Regions from separate parts of the Pan troglodytes genome. Here region 2 is linked to region 1. Evidence: chromatin contacts called from public Hi-C data. All regions are on one chromosome and are shown on one strand. Each heading gives the region's core, a stretch centred on a gene start, on an enhancer-like site or on the middle of the called end of the contact. The rest is flanking DNA. Distances are from core to core; before and after follow the strand shown. Region 1 holds the start of AFG2A (AFG2 AAA ATPase homolog A). Region 2 overlaps LOC129143765 (a long non-coding RNA gene).

Region 1 (4,395 bases), core at 1,168-3,667:
ACAAGTACAAAACAGGAGAATAAGTGTTTAGAAGCTTTTATTGAAATTTACAGAGTAATTTCACATCTGTTTAATAAAAATTTTTCCTTATTTTTCTAGAAAATCATTTTTACTGTATTTTACAAAAGTGCCGATCTGTGACCTATTATAAATTTTAAAGTCTTCACCACAGAGAGCTTGAGAAGCATTTGGCTAAAAGGCAACCACATCAAGGCGCAAAAACAAAAGATTTACAAATATAAATCTGACACTGAAGAGACTATAGATGGGAAACTCTGGGCACTGGATGAACTTGCCAAGGAGACAGGATTTATTGAGAAGAAAAAAAAGGTTTTGGACTAAGAATTGACGAACTTCAACATTTAATGGTCAAGGGAAGAGGACAAGCCTGCAAAGAAAAATGATGAAACATCAACAAAGATGAAGAAAACCAGGCAAGTTTGACAACACATAAGAAGTTAAGTGTTTCGAGAAGGAGGGAATGGTCAACAATACCAAAAGTTGCTGTGGTCAAGTAAGGTTTATCAACACGGAGATGCTCGGAGACCACACCAGGAACAGTTTCCATGGAATGATGGAGTGGAAGTCAAAGAGGAATAGGCTAGGGAGAGTATGTAAGTGGTGAGGCGGCAGAGACCACTCCATTTAAGAAGCTTGGCAATGGACAGAGAGACGGTTGCAGGAAGAAAATGTGGAGCTTTTGTTCTCATTTAAGATGGAAGAGAAATGAGCATGTTTACATGTCAATGGGAAGGATCTAGTTCAAAAACAAGTTGAACCTTCAGGACAGAACAAGTTGTCCTCTGATACCTAAGGCAGAGTGAAAATACCATGTGAACTCTAAATTGTCTTTAAGGTCTGATTAGACATAAAAATTTTTGCCACCAGTTTAGTCTGGTCCATTTTTCAAAGCTATTACACATCAAATATAAATTTTCAATTTATAATTCAATTTATAAGACTTTTAAGTATAAATACGTTCTCCCAAATCAAAGGAACTGTCACCTAGGAATGGCTTTTACGTCAAACACATCTGGACTCAAATATCGGCTCTGCCACTTAGCACCTGTGTAGCCTGAATGGAATCACGTTAACTTTCCTCCCTCTATAAAACTGTCATTACTATACCCATCGGTCACGGCTTCTGTAGAAATCAGATGAGCTATATATACTGCTAACACTAGTGTGCAGTTACTAGCAGTTATTAAATATCATAACCTGCGTAGTACTGGAAGAAAATGCTATCATCACTCCTAAAGGCAGAGTGATCCACATTTTTACTGAATTGGTTATTTAGTTTTTTAGGATAAGTATCCCATGTTCGCTAGTTATGAACAATTTTGCAATTAAATGTGTCGTTAATGTTAAATGAGACAAAGCGTTTCAAGTGCAACTTAAAAATTCAAAATAATTTACAAAAGAGAAACCTTGGACACGGATAAACCATTTCAGCCTAACTTCTCCAGTGCAGGCGCGGCTACGTTTGCATGCTTCTTACATACAGAAGTCTTACACGCTTCTGTGCCGCTCTCAGACCCATGCCACGCCCAACTTTCAAAAGTCTCTGCACCCCAAGTCAGTATCACTGAGTCTCCCGCCCCTCAGGTTGCGCCCCCTCGGCCTCTAGTCTCCCACCCGGAATTCTTTACCCTTTTCTAATAAGTTGGTCACCCTCAGAGTCCCGGAGGTTGCCGCGAAGTCTGATCCAGCAGAAGGAGCCCGTGCCTCCGCACAAGAGGAAGCAGCAGAGGGCAAGGGCGAACCATTTTCCGCGCTTTGGTTCAACCGCTTTCTGTTCTTGGAAGACATGGTCACAAGGTACCCTAGCCGAAGCAGTAGAAAAGCCGACTCAATGTGCGCGCTCCAACTGAGAGAAAAACTTCCGGGGCAGAAGTCAGCGAGGGTCCGCCCCTGCGCCGTAATCCCCTGAGTGGAGCGCAGCAGTGCACAGCGTGGTGGGAGGGACTGAGCGTTTTCAAAACCAGCAGTCTTTGAAACAGCTGTAACGGCATCTGTGAAAGAAGATAGGTTCCAGGAACGGAACTGCCACTTAGATTGTAAATTCCTGAAAAACAGGACGTTTTTGCATCTCCTCCCGGCTTCCCCATCCCTAAACCAACGTCTGTTGAATTAAACTACCAAACAAAATAAGTGGGTGGCGGTGGGGGAGGAGGTTTTCCCCGCTTAACTGGAGCGGGGCAAATTGCTGAGAAGGGCTGGTGGACCACTTCGCGGTCTCCTTGGCATAGCTCTGCAGAGTGGTAACCCCAGCTCAACTCTGAGGGTATTGATGGCACTCTTCTAAAATGTACGGCCGCGATCTCCGCTCTGGAGCGCGGAGGGGTCATTTGGGGAACGGACGAATTAAGCGGCGTGGAGATGCGGCAGCCACTGAGCTGGGGCCGCTGGCGCGCGGTGCTTGCCCGAACCTACGGCCCCGGGCCTTCGGCGGGTTACCGCTGGGCCTCGGGCGCACAGGGTTACGTGCGGAATCCGCCAGTTGGAGCTTGCGATCTGCAGGGCGAGCTGGACAGATTCGGGGGCATCTCGGTGCGCCTGGCGCGGCTCGATGCGCTGGACCGCCTGGACGCTGCCGCCTTCCAGAAGGGCTTGCAGGGCAAGTGCGCCTGGGACGAAGGGCTCCCGGGGCTCCAGAGCTTTTCTAATGAAATAACCGCGGCCCCCACTCCCTAGTCGCTCTGTGCACCACTGTCGAGCCCAGAGGGAAAGGGAGAAGGCACGCGTGACCTGGACCTGTTTTCTGGAGCATTCGTGCTTAGACCTTTTGCTGGGAGGTCTCTAAGGCGGTTGGGTGAAATGGTGAAGATCCGGACTTTGGGATCTGCAACCCTGGTTGCTGGTCCACTTTCTAGTGTGCGACATTCGGAAATTGCCGTAAACCACCATTTCCTCTTCCACAGACCCCGGTAATAAGAACTCCTGGAATTACTGAGAGTTAATTTGGATAATGCACATAAAGTGCACAGCACAGTGCCTGCCACGTATTTAAAGCTCAGTAGATGTTTGTTAATATTATATTATTACATTATTAGTATCCTTTACCGAGCCTTGGTTCTGTCGGACACTTTTCCCAAGGAAAAAAACTCTTACATTCTAATACGGGTGGTGGACTGAGTGGACCAAGAGGCTTTTCTTTTTTATTTTTAATTTTTGTGGGTCCATAGTAGGTGTGTATGTTTATGGGGTATATGAGCTATTTTGATAGAGGTATAAATGTGTAATAATTACATCAGGGTAAATGAGATACTCATCACCACGAGCATTCAACCATAATCCAGTTACTCTTAGTTATTTTTAAATGTACAGTTTTTTTGGTGGTGGTTGTTGTTTTTTTTGTTTGTTTGTTTTTTTTTGTTTTTTTTTTTTTTTTGAGACAGGGTATCATTCTGTCTCCCAGGCTAGAGTGCAGTGGTAGGATCAGGGTTCACTGCAGCCTCCAACCGCTGAGCTCAAGCAATCCTCCCACCTCAGCCTCCTGGGTAGCTAGGACTACAGGCGCGCATCTGGCTTTTTTCTATTTTTTCTAGAAACGGTGTCTCACTGTGTTGCCCAGGCTGGTCTCAGTCTCCCGGGCTCAACTGATTCTCCCGCCTTGGCCCCTCAAAGTGCTGGGATTACAGGCAGGAGCCACTGCACCCAGCTTGAATCTTTATTGAATATAGTCACCCTGTTGGGCTATCAAATACTAAACCAGAGAGGTTCAGAGTGTCACATTTGTATACAAATTGGGTCAACAGCTGTCCCAGCAAGAACTGGAGTTTTTTAGAATAACGCTTCTTTTATGATTAACCAGGGACGGTGGTGGGTGGTTTCAGTCTTCAATAAGAAAACTTTTTACTGGCTTTCAACCTTGAGCCCAATGATAAGAAAGCTTGGATGGAGGAGCCTTCACTTTGGAAGAAGTCGATTTAGTGGTGCAGCAGTTTTTCAAACGGCCTCTGAGGGTTTTATAATCTAATTGAAGGCATAGCATGCAAATTCAACTATGGAAAAATCTCTCACACTGGAAACTCAAAATAATCTTTATCCTATTGAGCAATATGGCAAGAAGCATATCTGTAAATATAATTGAGCTAGTTATTTCAATGTTTACTCATCCTCATTCCCAGACTTCTTACCTCTTCACATTATTTTCTCTCCTACTTGCTAGTAATTGCTGACAAGCCCACTTAGACTGCAACAGTGTCACTAATAGGAGAATCAATCGTTTTATCTTCCAGTGTGTGGGTAGACACAGGTGTTGTACCCACTGATACTTATCAATGACCAAACAGGTGATCAAAGCACTACCCCAGTCAGCATGGCAAAGCAGAAAGCTGTGCGATTTGGAGGTGCACATTCTGGGTTTAAGTACCAGGTTCTGCCATGTGCTTA
Region 2 (4,395 bases), core at 699-3,198, 1.2 Mb before region 1:
TACCTTTTTGACATTTAATACTTTTTCCCATAATTTATCCTGTATATAAGTATGCAACTTTACTAGCAAGTTCTTGATTATAATGCTCTTTATTATTTTCTTCTCTCTTATTTTTTTGAGTTAATTTTTACTTCCTGAAGAATGTTACTTTCTAAAGCTCAAATTTTTAAGTACCATTTATGTCATAGATGCATTTTCTTTAAGTTTTAAATATTTTATAATTTTCCTCATTATTTCCTTTTTGAAATCTGAAACACATATTATTGCTTTTATAAATACAAAATTTTGTTAGCTACATTCTAATTTTATAATATTATGGCCAAAGAACCTAGTCAGTATGTTATTTGCTTTTTTGGAATTTATTGAAGATTCCTTTGAGCAATAGTAGAAGTCAATTTTTATGAATTATCAATTTATAATAAAAATGCATATTTTATCTTTGTTAGGTTTACAGCTGTATAAATATCTAATAGTTTAAACTTGCACATTATATTTTTTACATATGCTATGTTTGCCTTTTTTCTTTTTTTCTTATGTTTGATTTCTTGGTTTCTGAAAGGTAATGTTAAAAATCTCTAACTACAATGGTTAATATATCTATTTCTCCATGCATTTCTGTTAGTTGTGACGTTATATACTTTGAGGTTTTATTATGGAATACATCCTCATGATGGTTATGTCTTCCTTTATTGTTTCCTTACCAGTATATAAACATCATCTTTGTCTTTTTCAATCATTTCTTGTCTTGAAGTCTATATTCTGAGATATTAGCAGCTAAAGATGAACTGTGCACTTTCCTGTAAAAAAAGGCCTGTGATCTAAATATGCTGACAACTCCTGTGAAATCTTTTAAGTAAATGTGCCCTGTTAACAGTGACTAAGATAGTAGTTGCTTTTTAAAAACAAATGTGTGCTATGAGGAGAGAATCTTTCAAATGTATACTTGGAAATGTTGTTTGTTGTTTTAGATTTGGGCTGTCTGTAATAATGTAGAAGGAAACCTTATTCCCAAGAATCACCCTCGTGACTTCTTTCCAGCCCCTACTCACCCTTTTCCATGGGAGAAGAAAGTATTTTCCCACTTGTTGAATGTGGGAGAAAAGAAAGGGCATGCATAGACAGCTTCTCTCTATTTGGGGGATCTATCCTTGCAACAAGCTCAGCAAATACACCTGAGTTTCCAGGGGCTAATTGAACTCAGGAGGATGTAGAAGAGCTAGCTGATTTGACTGCTTAGTCACATTTTTATTTGAGGTTTATTAGAAATAAAGCGTTTGATATATCTTTCACCAGAAAGTGCTTCTATTGGAGAGAAACTATGTATTTAAGAAAGCAATACCTAGGTTTTATGAGTGAAATGTCTTAATTATGGAGATGCTCTCTACATCTTAAGGTGGAATTATAGAAAAGAAGTAAGCACTAATATTCCTGACAAAAAGAAAAATATACGTTTTGAACATTTAATTCCCATTAATAGTGACTTTCATTCTCATTGGGAGAGAGTCTTTCTTTTCTAAGATCAGATATGGTGCTAATACATAACTCCTCCCCCTGCTGCTTAGTTCTGAGGTTCAAAAGACTGCCAGGTGGCTTTTATCAACCCATGGAAAGCAAAGGATTTTTGCCTCAATTAAATGGTACTTTTCCAAATCTGTTTGTGAGCGGATTTAGGCATTGAAGCCCCAAAGTCACTTTAATAGGTGTGACTAGATTTCCATTTACCAATTAAAAATTTACCTTTTCAGCTGTCTGAACAATGACTCATAGGGTTTTGATTTTCTGTTAGAATAGAGTGACATAAAAAGTCAAATAAATGTTTCATGGTTAGCCAGTTCCAACTTATTACATTGCTGTGTTAAGAAGTCATGCAAACAGAATGTCCATCCGTCCCCTTGAGACATAAATTACTTTGTGATTACTCAAAGTGGCCACTAAAGGTCACTCTTACTCCATTTTCCCAGCCAGTTTTGAAGCCTGGCTCAGGTATAAAATTCATGAAGCCCCTGTCTTTGTACTAGCAACAGACAGACTTGAGATAGAATGTTTAGGGGTCAAGAAGCACAGTTTCCATACCTATTCAGTTTCAGGAGGATGCCAAACCTGCCTGTCTAAGTGGTTTGAGTCAGAAAGTTTGTGTTACATCTCCATGTTAATGCATTTCTAGAAAAGTTATCAAAATTTATAAAAAGTTCATTTTAAAGTAAATACAGGGTGAATATAAACTTCAGTCACTATATTCTGGCCCAGAGTAAAAAGTCCTTTTTTTAAAGAAGAAATAAGTCATTTTTAGGAAACACATTTAAGACTGAAACTCTTACTGAGCTGATAAATTATAACTGATCCTGTATGAGGAAGGGGGAAGGAAGGTTGAAAATAACACTTGCCAAGAATTGAACAGCTTAAATCATCTGTAAAAGTAGTGACATTACATGTAGGAGCCATTTCCTCCTTATACATAACTGTTTGGAATGTTTAGAAAATGCTCATATTTAAAAGTCTTGGATTTCTTAGGTAAGAGAGACTTGTGTGTGTGTACAATTTACACGAATGTCTAAGTAAACAGTATAGATAATATCACTAATAATAGGAGGAACATAAACTAAAACAAACAACTATCTTTTAACTTATGAGGACAAAAAATTAAACAGGAAAATAAAGTAGTAAGGTTTTAGAAAAGCAAGGTCATTTGCTTTTCACATTTTGGTGAGATTTTAAATAGGAACTGGCATTTGGCAATAACTAGTAAAAAGAATGTGTATTCTTTTGGACCTAACAGTTTTACCTCTAGAATTTACCTTAGGGAAACACTTACTCATTTGTTCAAGGACATATGTAAAATAAGTTACAGTGAAAAAAGTAGCACAACCCAAAGGTTAGTTATTGAGAGAATGGCTTATTTTATGCCTCAGGATATCATGTATTAATTAAAAGAATTGTTTTCTAAGACATTTGATCAAAAACTCAAATTCTATTAGATAAGTAGAGTATAATGGTATTTATTTTTTAAATGCAAATATTAAAATGCTACATTGAAACACATGAAATTGCTGATATTCACCTATTTTTAATCCACAAGGAAGACAATTTCATATGGTCCAATCTACATATACAAATAATGAGAAAGTAAACTGATTTTTTTCCCCAGAACTCAGGATTGAGGGTGATGATATGAGGGGATTTATAGATAATTTGAAAATATATATTGTAAGAAGAATATATTCAAATACTGTGTAAATAAAATGTATTAAACGTATATTTAATTTTCCCCCAAATTTTAATATTTTAAATCTTCATTTACCTATGAAGTTCTTAAATTATCAAGATACCTGCAAAAGAAAGTACTTGTACTATTTCTCATTATGCATTAATACTTTTCACATGTACACTACAAACAAATGGGTATGAAGAACAAACACACTGCAATCTGTTACTCATACAGAGTAAAGAATCTGAACTAACCCTGACAACTAAAGAAATTTTATATTTTATATGACTTGACAGAGTAAATCCTTTAGGAAAGCAATGAAGAATCAGTCAAATACTCTTAGACTTATTTAGAAAAATCATTGAACATGATCAATTTAGTAATTCTTTTTTTGTAAGGAATTAATTCATTAAAGTGAATATAACAAATTTCTTAAATAGGTATAATATATTCTAATATTCTTTGCAATAACAATATATGCAGTTATAATATTAAACAACACCGTACATGTGAACCCTTGCTGATATAATAAACTGCCAAAGCCATAGGGATTATTAAATTTTAAGTTGATCATCCCTCTGTATCTTCAGAATGGCTGCCATAACAGTGATTTTTTAAAATTCTGTTTCCATTCTTGCTGCCCTAGTTCTAACATACATTTTTTTATTCCAATACCCTCTCTCTATATAAAAATATATGTATTATATATGAATAAATATTTATGTATTAGCATGAAAGGCAAAATATTAGGTATTGCTGTTAGCAGATATCAACTGAATCAACCTGGCAATATATTGGATAAGAGTAGCTGGAAGTCCTAGTTTGGGTCCTGCAGTAAACCCAACCCTCTCTTCGAGATATATATGAAAATTAATAGGGCTGACTTCACATAGTCACACTTCTAACTCAGATCTTGTGCTAAATTATTTTAGTTATGTCTTAAACTTTTTGGCAGCAAGAAATGGATTTTGGTCTTTCTCTCTTATACTTAGGCAAAAATCCCAACAAAATAACATAAACTTCGTAGGTCTTCCTGATGATTTAGAAAGGTACAGGGTGTACATCACAACATGTAATTATCTTTAAATAATATTTTATATATTCCTTAAAAGTTTCCTTTTAAAATTCTTCCCACTCAAGCTTCGACTTCTCCATTTCTCACTCCTCCTTCCAGCAACCTTTAGGAATCA

What was found. A called contact is a pair of places that touch in the nucleus more often than the background predicts.
Region 2: a Hi-C map of stem cell-derived neural progenitor cells shows a contact between it and region 1, with 4 times the contacts expected there. The contact joins the enhancer-like site here to the promoter of AFG2A in region 1. A contact is called at or near these places in 1 of 7 Hi-C or Micro-C datasets (stem cell-derived neural progenitor cells) and 1 of 1 datasets of contacts at active chromatin or transcription factors (stem cell-derived excitatory neurons).

What each region holds. Positions count from the first base shown.
Region 1 is chr3:124,099,109-124,103,503 of NHGRI_mPanTro3-v2.0_pri, reverse strand. It overlaps AFG2A (AFG2 AAA ATPase homolog A), which reads right to left and starts at 2,417. Exons shown (of 15, transcript XM_063809828.1): 1 at 1,650-2,417. The coding sequence starts at 1,809. It overlaps NUDT6 (nudix hydrolase 6), which reads left to right and starts at 2,347. Exons shown (of 7, transcript XM_517426.9): 1 at 2,347-2,617. The coding sequence starts at 2,380.
Region 2 is chr3:125,296,839-125,301,233 of NHGRI_mPanTro3-v2.0_pri, reverse strand. All of the region lies in intron 3 of LOC129143765 (a long non-coding RNA gene), which reads left to right. Among named protein-coding and RNA genes, the nearest start is that of ANKRD50, 600 kb to the left of the region's middle. Within about 2 kb of position 1,948, at least 1 of the 24 cell types and tissues checked has an H3K27ac peak or open chromatin away from gene starts, as enhancers often do. A contact at or near this core is called in stem cell-derived neural progenitor cells, where this site is marked.